Regions from separate parts of the Mus musculus genome. Here regions 2, 3 and 4 are each linked to region 1. A link is a contact called in public Hi-C, HiChIP or PLAC-seq and promoter capture Hi-C data. All regions are on one chromosome and are shown on one strand. Each heading gives the region's core, a stretch centred on a gene start, on an enhancer-like site or on the middle of the called end of the contact. The rest is flanking DNA. Distances are from core to core; before and after follow the strand shown. Region 1 overlaps Pde3b (phosphodiesterase 3B, cGMP-inhibited). Region 2 holds the start of Copb1 (coatomer protein complex, subunit beta 1). Region 3 holds the start of Psma1 (proteasome subunit alpha 1). Region 4 has its middle 16 kb from the start of Psma1.

Region 1 (4,594 bases), core at 617-3,116:
AGTTTTTGACTGTGGGATGGCAACCCCATCCATCATTCCACTTGATGCCCTGTCTTTCTACTGAAGGTGGACTCTACAAGTTTCCTCTCCCTACTGTTGGGCCTTTCATCTAAGGTCCCACCCCTTTGAGTCCTGAGAGTCTCTCACCTCCCAGGTCTCTGGTACACTCTAGAGGGTCTCTCCACCCCGAAGTGGCATATTTCCATTCATTCTGCTAGCCCTTAGGGCCAACAGTGTTTTCATAATCAAAAATATAAATGCAAAAAAATGGATTTTAAAATTTTATATAATTATAGTATGAACAAAAAAAAATCTAGAAAATGGCATAATCTTCCCAGAGTCTAGCAAGGTAAGACTGCCGACTCTCTCTGGCAAGCCCCTAAGCCCCCATGTAACTTTAGCCCAACATCAAATGTCCTGACCTAGACTATTCAACCCTGCCTGGACTACCCACAACCTCTGGCCTTCCACCAGTACCCTCCTTCCCATGCTGCAACCAACCTCTCAATCCACCCATATCCTTCATATTCTTCACCAATGCCTAGCATAGCAGATCTGCCTGATCCTCCCATCTATGCACCCTCAACACCCAGATCACCCCCAAACTCCAAGATTAGACCTGGATGCATATCCTGCATGACTTCCTAGACCCCTATATCCAACCGACTTCATTCCACCTGAGCTATTTCCAACCTTTAGGCCCAATGTCCAAGGCGCATCCTATATTCTGCCCCAAACTTCTCTGTCCATTATCAGATACAGGATCAACAAAAGAAATGCCTAGATCTCATTGCAAAAATACAAACACTATCAAAGATCAAGATCTCCCCCATCAAATTATTCAGTCATATAGAAATGTTTACCAATGAGACTTATTTAGATGAACCACAAGACAGAGTTTAATGAGTTTAAGAAGACACAAAGTGTTCAATGAACTTCAACAGGAAGAGTGAAAGGCGAGCTAGGAAGAGTTTAGTCCCATTTACTGTAAGAGAATTACATAGGCCAAGAAACTGACAGAAAACCTTATTACTTCAAATTAGGTATATCTAAAAAAGTAAAAAAAAAAGGAAAAAAAAAGAAAGAAAGAAAAAAAAGGACAACATAGGAAATAGAAAGAGGAACTGGAATGACTGCTTCTGGGGAGCAGGACCAGATAATAAAGAAGAACTAGACAGAGGACTGTTAGTTTTCATCTTATATCTTTCAGTGCTGCTTGACTTTTAAAAATGTTTGCATGCTACATTAAAATTTTAAATTATAAAATCCAGCATCAATTTTACATTTAAATTTTTCATATTTTTAAACTTTACTATAAAATAACAAAAAATAGGTATTTATTGCCCACTTTATGCAACTATAAAAGTGCAAAAGAAATATAGTTAAAGCTGTTCATTCATACCCATAATAGGGCTACAAGATGAATAACTCTTCTTATTTTGCAACTGAAATACACAAAATAAAATTTATGGGGTGATTAAATCTCACATATGAAGAAAACTAAGCTCTGTGTGTTTTATAAAACTAATATTAAAAGTACTAATCAGCCAGGTAATGGTGGCTCAAACCTTTAATCCCAGCACTTGGGAGGCAGAGGCAGGAGGGTTTCTGAGTTCGAGGCCAGCCTGGTCTACAGAGTGAGTTCCAGGACAGCCAGGGCTATACAGAGAAACCCTGTCTTGAAAAAAAAATTCTAATCATCACTTTAGTGTAAGCAGTGAACTGGATGGTCCCAGAAATCAGATTTGGGTCTGTTATCAAAATGATGAAACTGATATTAACTGGGGAACACTAAAGAAGCAAAACCAGTACAAGTCCAACTTCTCCCATGGGTGCTACCACAAGTACAACTGAAAACTGACTGTGTACATTTAAGCACTTTTAGTTTCAGTTTCATCTCATTTGTCTTACAACTGACCTTCTGCCCTCTCTGTCGGGTTATCAAAAACTAACTAAAGCAAGATAAAATACAAAAAAGTAAAGCAATGACATATAGACATGCCCAAGAGTAAAATGTATTTTATGTCCAGAGACATTGCTGCAAATAGCTGCCCAAGCTTACTGCCTGGATCTTAGAAATGAGAACATCAAGAAGAAAAACTTCAATTGGAATTTAATTTTTTTCCAGAAAATGTTTTGAGAAAGAATTTTCTTAAATATAAAGAAACTGCCGAGCCTTTTCTACAGAACTGTTCAAAGCATGACATACTTTTTAAAGCAAAGAATTACAGGCACCAGCTCATAAGTCACTTTAAATCCAAATCTTTTCTCATACCTACTTCTTTGATAGTTGATAATAGCATCTCATTGTCCCTGTTTCACTGTCATACTAAAAGAAAATCAACCAACTTTTTATATCTTCTGGCTTTAAAATAATTTCTAGAGCAAATGTTTCTAATCCCAAAGTACCGAACCTCTGAAACTAAACTTGTCATTCAAAACAAATAATTATAACTATTAACTAAATCTTTCTAATCCTAACTAATAACCTCGATAAACATTCGGATCCACACATTATAACCTACTAGACCTACAGAAGAATAAAAGAACCATGATCTTTACTGCAAGAATTGCAAGGAAGGAAAGAACTAGAATTCCATCTTAAGGTGACCACAGGTAATACCTAGGCCTTTAAATTAACAGTATCACAATTAGTGGAGATTTATAAATTTAGTTAGAATTTTTTAACATGCAAGCTTATTTTTAAATATGTAATGCTACCCTTGTCAGGGAAGTTACCCTGACATAGCATTATCACAAGCTCAAGAAAACAAACTAAAATTCTAATATTTTAAAACAAACCTCTTTCAATTCAAAAGCATCATCGTTGCTAACATTATTCTCATAGGCTTCCCTAAATAACACTTATGATTTTAAAATGAGGAGCTACTGCAAAGAGAGCCAGACTTTCTAATAAAGTCAACTGGAAATGAGACAAACTCAGTGATGCTTTCATATGAAGCAAATAAGATCAAACCATCGGCACAGTATAAATTGTAATCACAGAGCAGCATTAAGACCTAAACTATGGCCTGCAAAGTCATACAGGAGCCAAATAACTAGAGTAACTCATGAGTAATTAATTGTCTGAAAACTAGATTTAAAATAATAATAATCACCAAACAAGAAACAGCTTCTCAAATATTTGGTGTCACTTAACTAAAGGGAAAGATGGTTCCATGAGAAGCACAGCTGCAACTTGTTTTTATAAGAACAGTTCCCTGACGATTGTAGGATGCCTCTCACCTTATCCATGGGCCTGTCAATGTAGAATGAATTGATTCCTTCATCCTATCATAAGCTTGAAAGAGTCAAGTTTGGAAATATCCTAACTTCTACAAATTCAGAAGTGTTGCCAAGACTATGTGGATTTGGGGGTGGGAGGAAGAAGAATCCCAATAAACTTCAAGTAACTATTTGTTCCTTGCAGAGAAATAAAACTTCACTCTTAGAGTGGGCAGACTTTTTATTCAACAGATCCAGGAGATCCAGCAGAGTCACTAAGCTTAGCTAAGCCACACTCAACCAGAGGACTCCTCTTAGCCAGCGATGTCTGCAAAACGATCAAAAGAACAACTTCTAATATTCCTAAGATTCACACAGCATATGCACCTAGTCAATTCGTTTCTTCCAGCTGCACTAAGAAATACTGGCTTTGAAGCAAAGCAGAATTACGGATTAGTATGGTTTGGTTTGGTTTTGAGACAATAAGAAGCCAGGGTGGCTTCAGATCTGATATCCTCCTATCTTAGCCTCTCTTGTGCTAGGACCTGTGTCTGGTGGTTCTCAACTTCTCTAAGCTCCAGTTTCTCTAAGTTTCTCTAAGAAAATCATGACTTATTTTGGTTAACTACTGCATCAATGTTAAACCATTAGAGATGATAAAACTTAGAAGTAGCAGAAATCAATCTTATGTATGCCAACAAACAATATGAGACCAGTATGAGCCAAATACCAGTATCAGACTTGGGCATAAGAAAATTACAACCAGAATCTATTATGAGCACAGATGAAAAATTTTAAAAATCAAAATAGAAATTTAAGGAACAGTAATATATAAATAACATAGCAACTAGAATGTATTCCAGAAACAAACAAAACTTTGATTCAACATTCAAAAATAAAGTAACTCATCACATTAGTAAAATGAAGGAGAGACGTTCTATGATCGTCTCTCTCAATACCAGGGAAGCATGTGCAGATTTAACACTCATTATCCTTTATAAAAAAAATTATTAGTATCCCAAAACAGAACAAACTTTCCTCTTCTGATCAAAGGTATCTAGTGCCAACAATTGTAACACATAAACCACCTACAGCTAACCCCAATCTCAATGGTAAAATACAGAAGAACATTTCCCTTGTCACTAAGAAGAAAGGGTGATTCAATAATGGCACTTCTAAGCCAGGCGGGATAGCACACTTCTTTAATCCCAGCACTTGGGAGGCAGAGGCAGGAGGATTTCTGAGTTCGAGACCAGCCTGGTCTACAAAGTGAGTTCCAGGACAGTAAGGGCTATACTGAGAAACCCTGTCTCGAAGAAAAAAAAAAAAAGAAGAAGAAGAAGAATGTCACTTCTATTCAACACTAAAC
Region 2 (4,594 bases), core at 1,010-3,509, 190 kb after region 1:
AGAAGAATTTGATATCAGTTAAGCTCCATGCTTTAAAGTGCAAAACCATTCATGTTGCCAGTGGCATGTTCAGGTGCAGGCCTAAAATGCTAGCTGTAAGTGACTCAGTCATGAAGAACCTGGAAGTTTAACGTAAGGACCACAACACTGTGGCCCTAAACTGCTGAGCTTCCTTGTTGCTAAACCTAATCTCTACACCTTGTTTGGTGTAATTTCTTTCTATCACCTCTCAGTAAGTCAAGTGATCTTGGAGAACTAGTAACTGCGTTTGTGATGATTCCATGTGAAAAAAGCTGAGTACACAAAAGAAACATGCTTGAATGCATCTCATTCTCAGAGAATTGTGCTGAATAAAGAAAGCTAATCTCAACAATTCTGTTGTATGATTCCATTTAAATGTCAGGATGGATAGATAGTTGCCCGGGTTAAAGTGGGCACCTGGCTGTGACAGCTGGTGGGCAGTAGGAGCGATCTCTGGTGGAACAGTTCTTTATCTGACTGTTGATCATCATACTGAACTAAACATATTGTTTAGAAGCAAGTACATAAGTGAGATTCTATAAACTGGTGAAGTCTCAGTGAGGAGACATGTCAGTTTCCTGCAAGACTTCCCGAGACAGAGGAACTGGGTGAAGAGTAGAGGGCTGTTAGAATCATGTTGTCTTACAATTACCTAGATTAAAAACATCTTTTAAGCATAAGCCAGACGTGATAGCGCTTGTTTGTAATTTTTTAATGTATTGGATGCTTTGAAAGAATAGCAAGAGGCCATTCTTTTTTTTTTGTTTGTTCTTTTGTTGTTATTTTGTTTTCTGGTTTTAGCCCTGGCTGTCCTGGAACTCACTCTGTAGACCAGGCTGGCCTCCATCTCAGAAATCTGCCTGCCTCTCCCTCCTAAGTGCTGGGATTAAAGGCATGTTGTACCACCGCTGACTGGCCGAGACCATTCTTTTTTTTTTTTTTTAAAGATTTATTTATTATTTTATGTAAATACACTGTAGCTGTCTTCACACACTCCAGAAGAGGGAGTCAGATCTCATTACGGATGGTTGTGAGCCACCATGTGGTTGCTGGGATTTGAACTCTGGACCTTTGGAAGAGCAGTCGGGTGCTCTTACCCACTGAGCCATCTCACCAGCCCGGCCGAGACCATTCTTAAATAAAGAGTAGAAATGATAGCGCTTGTTTGTAATCCCAGCACTTGGGAGGCTAAGGCAGGAGAGGAGTAGATTGGGAGTTGGCCAGCCTGGGCAGTAAGACTAAAATCAAAATTCCGAGAGGTAGCTGTTCTCTGTGCTGGAAATATGTAGCCTCTGGTATATTTTGAGTGGTGGGGATTTGTTTTTTAAACCCAATGTTTCCAGAAAAGAGAATTGTTAGAATAGCTGCATTCCAGGTAAATGAGAAAACAGTTTGTATTCTGTATCCTGCAAGTGAGGTTAGCAGGTTTTGTATACACAGTATGTGTATCCATGTTGTAATCCCAACTCCTCAGAAACTGAAGATCACCTTTCAAGACCAGTCTGGCAATCATACTTAAATTTTTTAATGTATTGGATGCTTTGAAAGAATAGCAAGAGGCCATTCTTTTTTTTGTTTGTTCTTCTGTTGTTATTTTGTTTTCTGGTTTTAGCCCTGGCTGTCTTGGAACTCACTCGTAGACCAGGCTGGCCTCCATCTCAGAAATCTGCCTGCCTCTGCCTCCTAAGTGCTGGGATTAAAGGCATGTGCCACCACTGACTGGCCGAGACCATTCTTAAATAAAGAGTAGAAATGATAGTTGTCAGACAACTTCTGATACTCCAATAACTCCAGTTAACTGAATAAAGTCAGATTCAGGTCACCAGAGGTGTTAAGCCCTCAAGTGTATTTTCATATAACCTAGTCATCTTATTAAGGTCTCTGAAATCATCTGCCTAAGAATTGGTTGTTTCCAGTTTATAAGTGAAAGGAAGAAGAAAGTCTGCAGGACTTTTCTGTTTCTCTTTTGTACAGTTTAGTTCCTGGGAAGACAATTCCTAAGGAACTGCTAACTGACCACAGCGCTTAAGTCAGCTCCCAACTCGCTGGGAAAACTAAAATACTTGTTTACACTGCTGCAGAAACCAACTCTGAGAGAGGAAGAAGACAACACACTTCCAGGGCGCAGCTCAGGGCGGAAGAGGCTTGTCCTTTCTGGGTCTCCGTACAGGCTCTGTAGCTGCATCCTTGCTGGTCTCCCCGCCCCCTTCCACGTCAGCCAAGGACTTGGTGGAGCCGTCGCGGCAGCGGCTGTCCGGACCGGTAGTCGGCGGTCCCACGGTTCCCTCCCGGCCTCCGCCCCTCGGAGCCAGGTAGCGACCTGGGCCCCCGAGCCGCGGGGTTGCGGCGGTCGCGCGGGGTCAGCGAGCCACCGGATGGGGAGATGCCGGGCGCTTGACTAGGCCGCGGCGACGGGCGGTGGGGGCGGGGAGCTGGGCCGCGGTCCCCTGGGCGGTGGGACAGGGGTCTGCGCCGCCTGAGGCCTGACCCTGCATAGACAGAGGCCGGTGAGGGGCGGCCGGGATTCCCACGGGGGACCCGCCACAGCCGAGGAGTCCCAAGGTTCTGCAGCGTCTTCGCTCGCGGGCCGCCCTCCTGGAGCAGATCCGACTGTGTTAGGTTGGCAATCACGGCCCCGTGACGTGGTGCTCCGGGTTGTCACTGTGGTGTGGACCTCGACTCCACAGCTTTGCACACCCTGGGTCGGGGAGTGGACGGGTACGGGGACTGAGTGATTGTCACTAGAGTTCACGGAAGGAGAAGGTGGGGAGAGCTCTACAGGTCGTCCGAAGTCACACGCGAAGAACTTCAGGCAGTTTAGAAGATCACGACTGATTTGCGGAATTTGTCTCCCTTTTTTTTTTTTTTTTCTAATGATGTTTGTATTCATTTTTGTAGATTTTCCTGGCACCTTTCGTCCTTTTCATCTTGTATTGGGTTGATTATAAACAGAAACCATGACGGCAGCCGAGAACGTGTGCTATACGTTAATTAACGTGCCAATGGATTCAGAACCCCCTTCGGAAATCAGCTTAAAAAATGACCTGGGTAAATAGTTTCTTAACTCAAATAGGAATTATTTTAATTGATAGATTAAAAACGTAAAAGATGGACAAATTAATATGGTGTTTTTTAATACATATCTATATGGTCTGATATTTAAATCCTGTCAAATATAATTATCTCAAACATTCATCTTTTCTTCATAGTGAAAACATTTCACATTCTTTCATAGAGATTTTTTTATTTTTTTGAGATTTTAAAAATATATATACAGTATATAGTTATTAATTGTAGTATACAGTGTCATACCTGAACTTTTTTATCTTGTACTCAGCAGCCATTGACCAATCCGCCTCTCCCAGCCTTCCTTCCTTCTTACTCTCCTAGGCTCTGTGAGCCACGGTCCTTTTTTTTTCTTTTTGTTTTCCTTTTTCCTTCTTAAATAAAGCCTTACTCTTTCCCTAGGTCAGCCTGGAACTCACTAATAGGCCAGGGCAGCCTCCAACTTATGTCAGGTCTTAGTTCAGCCTCCAAGGGTTACAGGTGCAGGCCACTATTCACCTTTTACTTTCAACTTCTCTGATGATGTAAGTTAATACTTCATAAAATGTTTCTACTCTCAACCTCCTTTCACCTGAGGAAGTTTCTTATTTATTATGTGTGTATGTGCACAAAAATGTGCTAGTCATGTATGTATAAAGTGAATTTATATGTGAGGCCAGGGGTAAACCTTAGGTGCCTCCCTCAATCATACTCCACCTTACTTGTTTTTTTTTAGACTTTGGATTTTTATAAGATTTATTTTTAATTGTGTATATGGGGAGGTGCCCGTGTGTGTAATGCTCAGGAAGGCCAGCTGTGTAGGCTCCTCCTGGAACTGGGAGCCACTCGATGTGGGTTCTCTGCAAGCGCATTATGTGCTGTTAGCCACTGAGCCGTTTCCAGTTCTCAGTCTTATTCTTTACTATTTATTAGTGGGAAGTGGGGAGACAAACATGCATAGCACCAGTGTAGGTGTCAGCTCTCTCCTACCATGTGGGTTTTAGGCATTGAACTCAGGTGGTCAAGCGTGGCAACAAGTGCCTTTTACCTGCTGAGCATGCTCAGTGGCTCCCTTCACATGCTTTTTAGACAAGGGATCTCTCACTGACCCTGAAGCTTGCTGACTTAACTAGACTAGCCGGCCAGCAAGTCCTAGCGATCCTCTTGTTTCCGCCTCCCCTTAACGCACTAAGGTTATAGGCGTGTGCTATGCCTGACTTTTACATGGGTGTAGAAATTGAACTCAGATCCTCAGTGCTTATGTGGCCAGCACTTTACTTACTGAGCCATCTCTCCAGACAACATTTTTTTTTTATTTGTCTTATTTTTTGAGTCAGGGTTTCTCTGTGTAACAGCACTGGCTCTCCTGGAACTCACCTTGTAAACCAGACTGGCCTTGAACTCAGAGATCTACCAGCCTCCTAAGTGCTGGGATTAAAGATGTGCTCCACTATGCCCCGCCCCATACAAAGAATACATTTTTAATCATACATTATGATAGTACAATTCAATCACAGACTAATTTGAT
Region 3 (4,594 bases), core at 1,307-3,806, 160 kb after region 1:
ACTCAGGAGGCAGAGGCAGGTAGATCTCTAAGTTTGAAGCCAGCCTGGTCTACAGAGCAAATTCCAGGACTGACAGGATTACACAGAGAAAAAATAAAACCAAAAATCCAAAAAAACTCACAAAACCAAAATTCCTATCCTTGACTGTTTATATGGTTTCCTGTTGTACATTTACAATAAACACAGACATACACACCAGCTTTTATGTGAGCCAGAATGAGGATTTTCTTTTCTTTGTTTCTAGAAAGATCTTTCCTTCGTAGGACCACAGTGGCATCATTATCATAACTACAAGCTAATGAGAAAACAACAAAAGCAAAATCAAGGGCAAATCATTAAGTAACTTCCTTAATCATTGGAGGAACAGTGAAGAAACACAAAAATATTATTACTAGTAATGAAAAGACAAAGCACACTCAAATTAGAGGATTTTTTTTTCTTTTTCTGCTCATCAGTTTGACAAGTTAGAAGGAATACACAATACCCATGGTGCTGCTGAAAGTATATACAAAGTGGCCTGTCAGTCACCACTGAATATAAGTTGATATTCCATCTTATAACTAACATATATTTATTGTAATTATAACTATCTTCCCTTTGACCTCACATGTTATAAATTCATCAAACACACAAAAGGTGTACACTAGAATAGTCATATTACTTTAATAACAGCAAAAACCTGCTAAGATCTCACCGATACTAGATTATTATATTTCCACATGATAGACTTCCATGCAACTACTAAAATTAATATAGGTCATTACCTACAGGCATGGTAAATTGGCTAAAACTTTTTAAGTGTATTAGTAAGAGACAGTTTAGTATAATCTTATCTTAAAACATGTATTTGTGTGAGGCACATGACTATAGAAAAGAATTGTGAAGATTTTTATAACATCTTCTAAAAGAAATCTCAAAAGTAGATGGGCTAATTTGGGTGCTTTAAACTATTTTATGTCTATGAGTATTTTCTCTGTATAGAAGTACAACATGTATCAAAAGATGGCCTAGTCGGCCATCACTGGAAAGAGAGGCCCATTGGACACGCAAACTTTATATGCCCCAGTACAGGGGAACGCCAGGGCCAAAAAGTGGGAGTGGGTGAGTAGGGGAGTGGGGGGGGGGGGGAGGGTATGGGGGCCTTTTGGGATAGCATTGGAAATGTAAATGAGGAAAATACCTAATAAAAAATATTTAAAAAAAAAAAAAGAAGTACAACATGTATGCACAAGCGTCACGGTAGCCGGAAGAGGTCCGATTCCCTAGAGTTGCAGAAGGTTGTAGACAGCACTCTGCAGTTCCACAACCATTTTTAAATGAGCATTTAATTTTCCCATTCATTCCAAATCCATTGTTCATTCAGCAATACAAATTATGTACCTAATATGTGCTAGGCACCGTGCTGGTGCTGCGAAAACAAAACAGCACTATCTATCAATTTAAAGTCAGAAATTTTTAAAAATAACAAGAGCCAGTGTTGGTGAATTTAAAGAACAAAGCAATCTAATTAACTGTTGAGAGCATATAAACGAGGGAGGGAGGGTGCAAACCCAGAGAGAGATGAGAAAAAGAAAAGCAAAAAGCATGATGGTTCAGAGGATTGCTATATTAGCTGCCAAGCTGTGAACCTGAGTTCAATCCCAGAATCCACGTGGCGCAAGGAGAGAACCACCAACTTCAAGTTGTCTTCAGACTCCCAAAAAAGGGTATGCAGGGACACAGACACACACACAAAACAAATGTAAAAACAAAAAATGTACATATATATACAGACATGAAAATATTTAGAATGTGATACTAATTACTGTGAACATAGACATTTAAATGATGTGTTACTCCGCCATCAAAGTTCAGATCCTTAAAGATCCTTACCTGACTCTGGGTACACGTTATTCAACAGAATTAGCAGTCTTGATTTCATTTGGGGATTAAACCAAAACATACTCTTTTAAAACTCGTAAGAAAACTCGCACCTTCCCCCTAGTGGCCTAATCTACCAGATACGGTATTTGGTTGTGGACAGCAGAAGATCAAGTGCCAGGACAGAAACCAGGTCCTACAATAGCAACTAATGATCATAAGTATCACGATCATGCGAGACCATGGAGCCTTTAAGGATGGGCTCTCCAAGTACTCAAGCATCTCAGGCCAGGAATATGAACACACACACACACACACACACACACACACACACTTGTTTTTTTTTTTTTTTTTTCTGCAGCCTCTTTCAGACACGCTGTTTCCCAAACCTCTCTGTGCACTGTGACAGATCTATGAGGGACCACCGCACCATCCCGAGCTAGGTGGCGACGTTCAACTGAGAGGACCGAGAGTTGGCGGGAATCTGCAATCCACTTGGGGATTAAAAAAAAAAAAAGCAAGGAAACTCTGGGCGTGACGTGAAGCCACGCCCCCCGCTTTCTCTGCGCATTGGCTTTCCCACCCCGGAGCTTCCTGCCAATCCCACGTTCTCAGCTTTCGCAGGCCCCGCCCACTTAAGGCTGGAGGGCGGGGCAGCGTTAGACGCCGATCCGTGGCTCTGGGATAGATTGCACTTCCTGCGTCGCCGCCGTCAAGACTCCGCAGGCTTCTTTGACGATCACCGAACCGTAGTTGGGGCCGTGTTCCTGTGTCCGCTGCTGGGTCAGGTTGTCGCTGCGCCGGAGCTATGGTGTGTTGAGCCCCGAGTCCTCGAAGGGTTTGGGGCTGAGGTACACTGACGTGGTCGGGGATCGGCCTCTGTTCCCTGGGGCGTGGGGCGGTGGGAGAGGGAGCTTACCTCACGGACAGTCTCCTACAGTGATTCAGCATCTGCGGCCTGGCCGGCGGGAAACGATCAGTAACCTGGGCGGCCTTTCGCTCAGCTTCTCCACCTTACGTGGGGTCCAGGCGCTCTCCCTCGCCCAGCCAGAGGCCCTCCCCTCTCAATTTACTTAGGTGGCCGATTTCAAGATGCCCTATGGTCCTTTGTCATCTGCATAGGAGGAAGGCTATAGGAATGGAGGGGTGCACCTGGCATCGCCTGCGCAGACCTGAGCCTGCAGTCAGGTCTTTAGACCAAATTCATCTTCCTTGTGGGTCTGTCTTAATCTGTCTCATTAGAATGCCGTCGGGAAAGACTCCATACAGTCACTTTGTTCTAAAAGGGGAAGTAATGGATTCAGGTTTACAGCACAGGGCCCTGAGCTGCTTCTGTGGAGTCTGCCATGCGAACTCTTGCCTTTTTTGCCATTATGAGTATTCTCCTAAGAGCCGATACACTTGCTTTAGTAATGACATTATGGCTGTAGTGGGTCTGCCACGGTAGCAATTTGTGCCCACCTCTTTACTGAGGATTTGTGTATATGTTAATTCATCCAGTGACAGGGTGCAGGTAGAGAGCTCAAAGTTAAACCAAACATAACTTTATTCATACTATAAAGATAAAAAAGGTATGTTGGAAGGTGTTATGGTACACGAGTTTAATCCCAGCACTTAGGAAGCAGAGAGGCAGAATTCTGTGAGTTTGAGGCAAGCCTAAGTCAAAGTTCCAGGACATCCATAGTGTAGAGACCGACACCAAAAAAAAAAAAAAAAAAAAAAAAAAGGAAGGAAGAAAAGAAGAAAAAAATATGTATAGTTGGTCATGATAGCAGACACCTGTAATCTGAGCACTTGGTAGGTTGAGACAGGACTTCAAGATCATTTTCCCAGGTATATAGGAAAAAGCCAGACTGGGCTTCATGAAACCTGTATCTCAAAGCTCTGCTGGAATATTGTGCTGAGAATTTTCAGAGAAAAGAAGAAACCTTCAAGCTCTGTTGGAATATTGTGCTGAGAATTTTCGGAGAAAAGAAGAAACCTTCAAAGATAGACATTTGAGTCAATGTACAGAAAAGGCCTTTGCCAGATTATTAGAGCCCTGTGTAGAGAACAGTATGAGCAAAGTGGAGGGAAAGTTGGTGTGTGCATTCTTTAGCACTTGACTACCCAAGGGGAGTGCTGTGGAGAATGGCAGGATATAGAGTTAGGGAGAACCTAGTCCATTCATCCCAACAGCTCCAGCATGGTTAAGGGACCTTGTTAAGGTAGAATTGCATTGCAAACTGAGTGCTGTAATAATGTCTCAAGAAAGCTGCACTAGGAGAGAGGCTGTAACAATTGAAACACATGTCTTAATGTTAAAATTTGAACTTTGTAATGTTCTCATTTAATCTTTCTTCCACTTTCAGTTTCGAAACCAGTATGACAATGATGTCACTGTTTGGAGCCCTCAGGTAAAAAATGTTTTATGCCATATCAATGAAGTGACTTTTCATGGCTGAAGTAGGTTCAGGGACCTATGAGATTGTAAACTGGGCTTGGTGGTACACATCTTAATCTTCATTGGTCTGCCGTTGGCTGAAGCCATAGGATCATGGAGTCAGTGGGCAATTTGAGCAGCTTAGTAGAACTCCTTAAAAGAAAAGGAAACAAAGCTTGTGAGATTATAGGCTGTGACCTTCAAGTTAGAATTAAAATTCGTTTATTGGTTTTAAAACGTGAAAAAAAATGTTTGTCTTTAGGGCAGGATTCATCAAATTGAATATGCAATGGAAGCTGTTAAGCAAGGTTC
Region 4 (4,594 bases), core at 861-3,360, 150 kb after region 1:
CCAAAGCTTCAGGACCTCCATGACACAGGGCAATGACAGACTATCCAAGGAGTTCTCATGAGGATCTAGTAGTGATAGTGTAGCAGAAGCCTCAAACCAGACCAATGGCTCACTGCACTGAACATTTGCAAGTGAAGATGTGTGGACAAAGGAGTATGGTGTGGAACACACCATAACACACTACAGCTTCCACAATGAGACATTTTTGTTTTGTTTTGTTTTTACTTTTTATTTTTATTTTTTATTTCCTTTGGGGGACAATGTAGCAAGGGTAGGTAGGAAAGGACCAGGAGATGAGTGGGATTGGGGTGCATGGTAAGAAATTCACAAAGAATCAATAAAAAGTTAAAAGAAAAATAAATAAAATTTTAGAATATTCTTCCTAGGGACCACATGTGATCTTTGACACAGAGAAGGAGAACTCCTGCTCTAGAGGCGGACACTGTCAGTTTCTCCGAACCTCACTTTCCTCTCCTGTAAAATGGGTGAGAAAGGTTGAGTCCAAAGACGCTCCCATTTTTGTGCTGGTATTTACTGTGCAGATGTTGAGTGGAGAGCCCTGCAGCTTCCTTACTTATGTCAAGTCAGTAAAACCGGCTGCTTCTGGTTTGTTTGTTTTTTTGTTTTCCCCAGAGGAAGCCATCCTCTGGGACTTGAGGGAAGACTCAGCCAGAGCTCTGAGGAGTACAGCGGGGGTAAAGGTGACACAATACGGGAAGGAAACCAGCTCTTGAAAAGTAGTCAATTACCTTCAACAAGCTACCAACAAACTGGCAAGTTTGTCTTGTTTTGTTTTCAGGTAAGGCTGATTGCCAGCTTTTGGAAGATAAAGTGGGCTAGATGGCTGGGTTCTGGACAACCCCAAATGAGAGAGGAGAGGAGACGGTTAAGGTAATGTTAGCAACAAAAGAAAGCTTGCAACTGAGTGATTATCACCCAAGTCATCAAAAGGAACAAAAATGAGAAAAACACAACAAGGGATCTACCCTTGTCCTTTAAAGGCACTTCTACAACTGTATACTCCCTGTCCTTTGCCTTTTGAAAGGAAATGTCACAGGGCATAGTGGCACACTTACGTAGGCCCAGCACTTGGGAGGCCAAGAAAAGAGAATTATGAGTTCAAGGTCAGGCTGGTCTACAAACAGAGCAAGTCCCTCTCTCTGGGGTTGGTAGGTGGGGGTAATATTATAGAAGATTTAAAAATGAGGACAGGCTGAGTCTCTTTTAAAATGAGAGATAATTTATAATTTCAAAAACTTTAGCTGCAAGTCCTAAAGCAATTTAATGCATTTAATTATTTCTGGAATCTATTTTCACATGGTAAAAATATTGATAAAGGTAAGCTATGCCCCACACACACACACACACACCCTCCATTATATATGAAGTGAAGTGGCACAAGCCTGGAATCCCAGGATGATCAGAATTCAAGGATAGCCTGGGCAATTTGGCAAAGTCCTGCCTAAAAAATAAGTTAAAACGCTTTTGTGGGCCATGGGAGTGTGGCTGAGTGGTGGGTTCAGTTCTTAGAAATACACGCACAACAAACGACAGCACTTATGAGATATTTACACAATGAAGATAGCATATTCTCCTGACGAACGGAAACCAGCCACCCTGATGCCAAAAATCATGCTAAATTCTCTGCGTACTCCCCATAGAACATGTTGGCATCCTTTTAAATGAACAGCCCTCTTCTCAAGGAAAGGAGAAAATCCTAAGGGGCTCCACGGTCAGGACTCCAACTCTTTTCACCTTAGCAGGACTCGGAGTTCCCGCTTTCCAAGAGGCACCACGATGTGGGAAAGGCGAGTGTGGACAGTTAGGAAGCGGTATCAGAGCTCACAAACCCCTGCTAAATAGTCACAGGCCGGCTGGGCAGGGACTGTGTCAGTGAGAGCCACAAGGAAACTGAAGTGCTCCTGAGGCAGCTAGGCTGGCTGGTGGCCAGTCTCCTTCCTGGGTCAGAGAGGCTCGCACAGTTCTGTGAACACTGACCCTCCCCCACCCCGCACGAAAACCAAAAAAAAAAAAAAAAGCTCCCTGGACACAGGGTCTGTTTTCACCTTTGTAAGTGAAAAGATTGAACTAGATTTCCATAGCGGGTCAAGGGACAGAGGACAGTGAAGACCAGAGGAGTACGTGCTGTGTGCTGCGTCAGAAACTTGCAGGCTTGTTTGGAAAGACTGAAACTAAATAAAGACTTATTAGCATAAGACGAGCATTGTGAAATTTGGTCAAAGGATTTTATGCAATGATGCTCTTAAAAAAAAAAAAAGCCTTCATGGCGATGGAGAAAGTAGAGAAAATAGAGCATTTTATTTAAGGGAGGAAACTTGTTATGTATCAACTTGTATGTTTTATGCCAACTTAGACACTAGACCCTGGGAATGGTCTCCTGAGTTTGGCTTTCTCCCACGAAAGGAAAGTAAATTTCTTTTCACAAAGCTAAAGTGTACTTTTAAAAAAAATTCTTTAAAAAGAATAACCAACACTAGACAACTTAATCTTTTTTTCTCCTTTTTACCAGTCTTCCTCTTTAGCTGGGCTTATCTTCAGACGTGCTAAGAGGAAAGGCTGACGTCTAGCCACACTTGGTTCCCTTTTTGCTTTTGTAACATTTTTTTCTCACATTTCCTCTATGGTGCTAGTATTTTATTGTCCCATTGCAAGCCAAATAGCATCAATTTTTAGTGAGAAAGCAATTATGGAACTGAAAAACAGACATTGACACGCAGAACTGGTGTGCTTTCTGCTCTTGGCATGTGGGTGGTCTGGGCTTATTTTCTAGAAGGGTGCACTGAACCTCTGAACCATGACATCGAGGCAGTGATAGTGCACCTCTCCTGGGGACAGACTCTTTCCCAAGCGCCTGTAGTGCACTGTGTCTTTCAGAGGAAAGAGCCCTGAGGACTGGTTCCAACTGGGAGGAGTGTTACCCAGGCTAGCCAGAGACAACATGGCTGGATGCACAGGCCCCGTGTTCATGATCTTTGTCCACCACAAGGAGACAGGGTCACGGTGCAGAAGGCAACTCGGTGCATTTATACAGAGGAGCATGTAGGGAGGCTGAAGACAAGAGCTGAGGGGCGGAGAGGGTCAAAGGAAGAGACCAAGTTGTGAAGCCACAAAAAGAAGCCTGTGTCAGAGTGGCCTTTTATGTTGACTGCTGAGAGGTTCCGCTTAGAGCAGCCGCCCATCACTCCAGGCCGAATGCGGCAAATCAGCAAAGGGAGAGCTATTTTTATTTTTTTTAGATACTTCCTTTTCACCTCAACGATCTTTTTAAATTCTTCCTTCCCTAAGTAGTGTCTTTAAGCTCCGTTCTTTACAGCTCTAATTTATGTTTCTTTTTTATTTCTCTTTCCTTTCTTCTGAGAACTCTCCTCTTCGAGATCTATAAAACCAAACACTTTGCAATGCTCCCCTTTGCTCATGGACTCTGATCTAGAAACCAGAAAGTTGTTTCTTGTCTTTCTTTTATTGTTTATTTACTGTTTGAGAGAGGGTCTCATGTATCCCAAGGCGTGAAATGGTTGTGTAGCTGAGAATGATTTTAAACTCTGGATCCTCTTGCTTCTGCCTCTCAAGTGCAGGGATGACAGTGTGTACCATCACGCCACTTTTTGTGATACTGGAGATCAAACCCAAGGCTTTGTGTATTCTAAGTAGACAATATCAACTGAGCCACATCTCCAGTCCCAAACTGGGACTTTGTATTGGGCTGGGACTATCTCAGGTATCTAATTAACTGCGCAAAGTATAATCTCTTGGTAACATCATCATCACATCATTTAAATAAGTGAAAACAGACGCATAAGGAAGAATGTGACATGGGTCACAGCTTTTATCTGAGAATGCATTTTCCAGCCAATGGAGAAGCAACCTTGCAGATGAGTTTCTAACCTTGCTAGGCGACGGAGAAGAGCAAAGCCACAGGGAGTCTTTACCTTCAAGCTTAGCTTGCTGCTGGGTATTACATTACCTCCCGGTGAAATGCATATGAAAACAATGGCTGCCACCAGCAAGATTTCTGAGAGTACTTTAAAAACACGGAGCAGGTTTGTTTTCCTGGCTCAGCTGCTTCAGAGAAATCCCCACTTAAATCCAAGTATGGTCATTTTATATCTGCCTCTGCGCATTCTTGTTTGCTGCATGAAATCTTGCCAATGACTTTTTTTTTTATGTTTTTTTGAAATTAACCACACCCCAAACAGCAGAACAGCCCTGTGTATACACATGCTCTGGAAAGGCCCAAGTCAGGTCCTGGGTGTGTAGGCACAGGACAAACCGCATGGCCTGCTTTGGCAGCCCTGTCCTCACCTGCAAGCTGCCCACACACACTCCCTTCCAAAATGCTGCTCCTCTCATGCCAATAGTTGGCTGAGCTACTGTAAGAGGAAGCTTGTCACGGTGGACAGGGGTCAATATTATATACACCAGGCCGGGCTTCTAGATTAACACTTGGTGTACTCTTTCAACCAAATTCACATTGGAAGCCCTACCTTTTCTTAAGAATCATGGGCAATCAAGAGTTAATGGTTATGGAAGCTGGTGTAGTTTGGGGCTGCCACCCAAGGCCAGCTGAACAGGC

The links. Promoter capture Hi-C pulls out the DNA fragments that hold promoters and counts their contacts. Hi-C and Micro-C count contacts between places; a contact is called where the count stands out from the background. HiChIP or PLAC-seq counts read pairs in DNA pulled down with a chosen protein or histone mark.
Region 2: a promoter capture Hi-C map of liver shows a contact between it and region 1, with 2.4 times the contacts expected there. The contact joins the promoter of Copb1 here to the enhancer-like site in region 1. A contact is called at or near these places in 7 of 39 promoter capture datasets (3T3-L1-derived adipocytes, the C10 cell line, the HPC-7 cell line and 5 more), 5 of 115 datasets of contacts at active chromatin or transcription factors (bone marrow-derived macrophages, effector CD8 T cells, large pre-B cells and 1 more) and 3 of 9 other capture datasets (adipose tissue, liver and pancreatic islet).
Region 3: an H3K4me3 HiChIP or PLAC-seq map of bone marrow-derived macrophages shows a contact between it and region 1, with 7 times the contacts expected there. The contact joins the promoter of Psma1 here to the enhancer-like site in region 1. A contact is called at or near these places in 15 of 39 promoter capture datasets (the 3T3-L1 cell line, 3T3-L1-derived adipocytes, the C10 cell line and 8 more), 3 of 15 datasets of contacts at CTCF or cohesin (CD8 T cells, large pre-B cells and pro-B cells), 49 of 484 Hi-C or Micro-C datasets (the 63-12 cell line, B cells, the Ba/F3 cell line and 39 more), 13 of 115 datasets of contacts at active chromatin or transcription factors (the 230-238 cell line, CD8 T cells, the HPC-7 cell line and 9 more) and 3 of 9 other capture datasets (adipose tissue, liver and pancreatic islet).
Region 4: a Hi-C map of pre-B cells shows a contact between it and region 1, with 1.6 times the contacts expected there. The contact joins two enhancer-like sites. A contact is called at or near these places in 3 of 15 datasets of contacts at CTCF or cohesin (CD8 T cells, large pre-B cells and pro-B cells), 35 of 484 Hi-C or Micro-C datasets (the 63-12 cell line, B cells, the Ba/F3 cell line and 29 more) and 11 of 115 datasets of contacts at active chromatin or transcription factors (the 230-238 cell line, CD8 T cells, the HPC-7 cell line and 6 more).

The regions. Positions count from the first base shown.
Region 1 is chr7:114,437,208-114,441,801 of GRCm38.p6, reverse strand. The region is part of intron 1 of Pde3b (phosphodiesterase 3B, cGMP-inhibited); the gene reads right to left. Among named protein-coding and RNA genes, the nearest start is that of Pde3b, 24 kb to the right of the region's middle. Within about 2 kb of position 1,866, at least 26 of the 459 cell types and tissues checked have an H3K27ac peak or open chromatin away from gene starts, as enhancers often do. A contact at or near this core is called in B cells, the Ba/F3 cell line, CD8 T cells and 8 more, where this site is marked.
Region 2 is chr7:114,252,345-114,256,938 of GRCm38.p6, reverse strand. Copb1 (coatomer protein complex, subunit beta 1) reads left to right here and starts at 2,259. Exons shown (of 22, transcript NM_033370.3): 1 at 2,259-2,333; 2 at 2,920-3,069. The coding sequence starts at 2,979.
Region 3 is chr7:114,274,078-114,278,671 of GRCm38.p6, reverse strand. It overlaps Psma1 (proteasome subunit alpha 1), which reads left to right and starts at 2,556. Exons shown (of 10, transcript NM_011965.2): 1 at 2,556-2,671; 2 at 4,212-4,256; 3 at 4,545-4,594. The coding sequence starts at 2,669.
Region 4 is chr7:114,290,152-114,294,745 of GRCm38.p6, reverse strand. No RefSeq gene overlaps it. Among named protein-coding and RNA genes, the nearest start is that of Psma1, 16 kb to the right of the region's middle. Within about 2 kb of position 2,110, at least 202 of the 459 cell types and tissues checked have an H3K27ac peak or open chromatin away from gene starts, as enhancers often do. A contact at or near this core is called in B cells, the Ba/F3 cell line, CD8 T cells and 7 more, where this site is marked.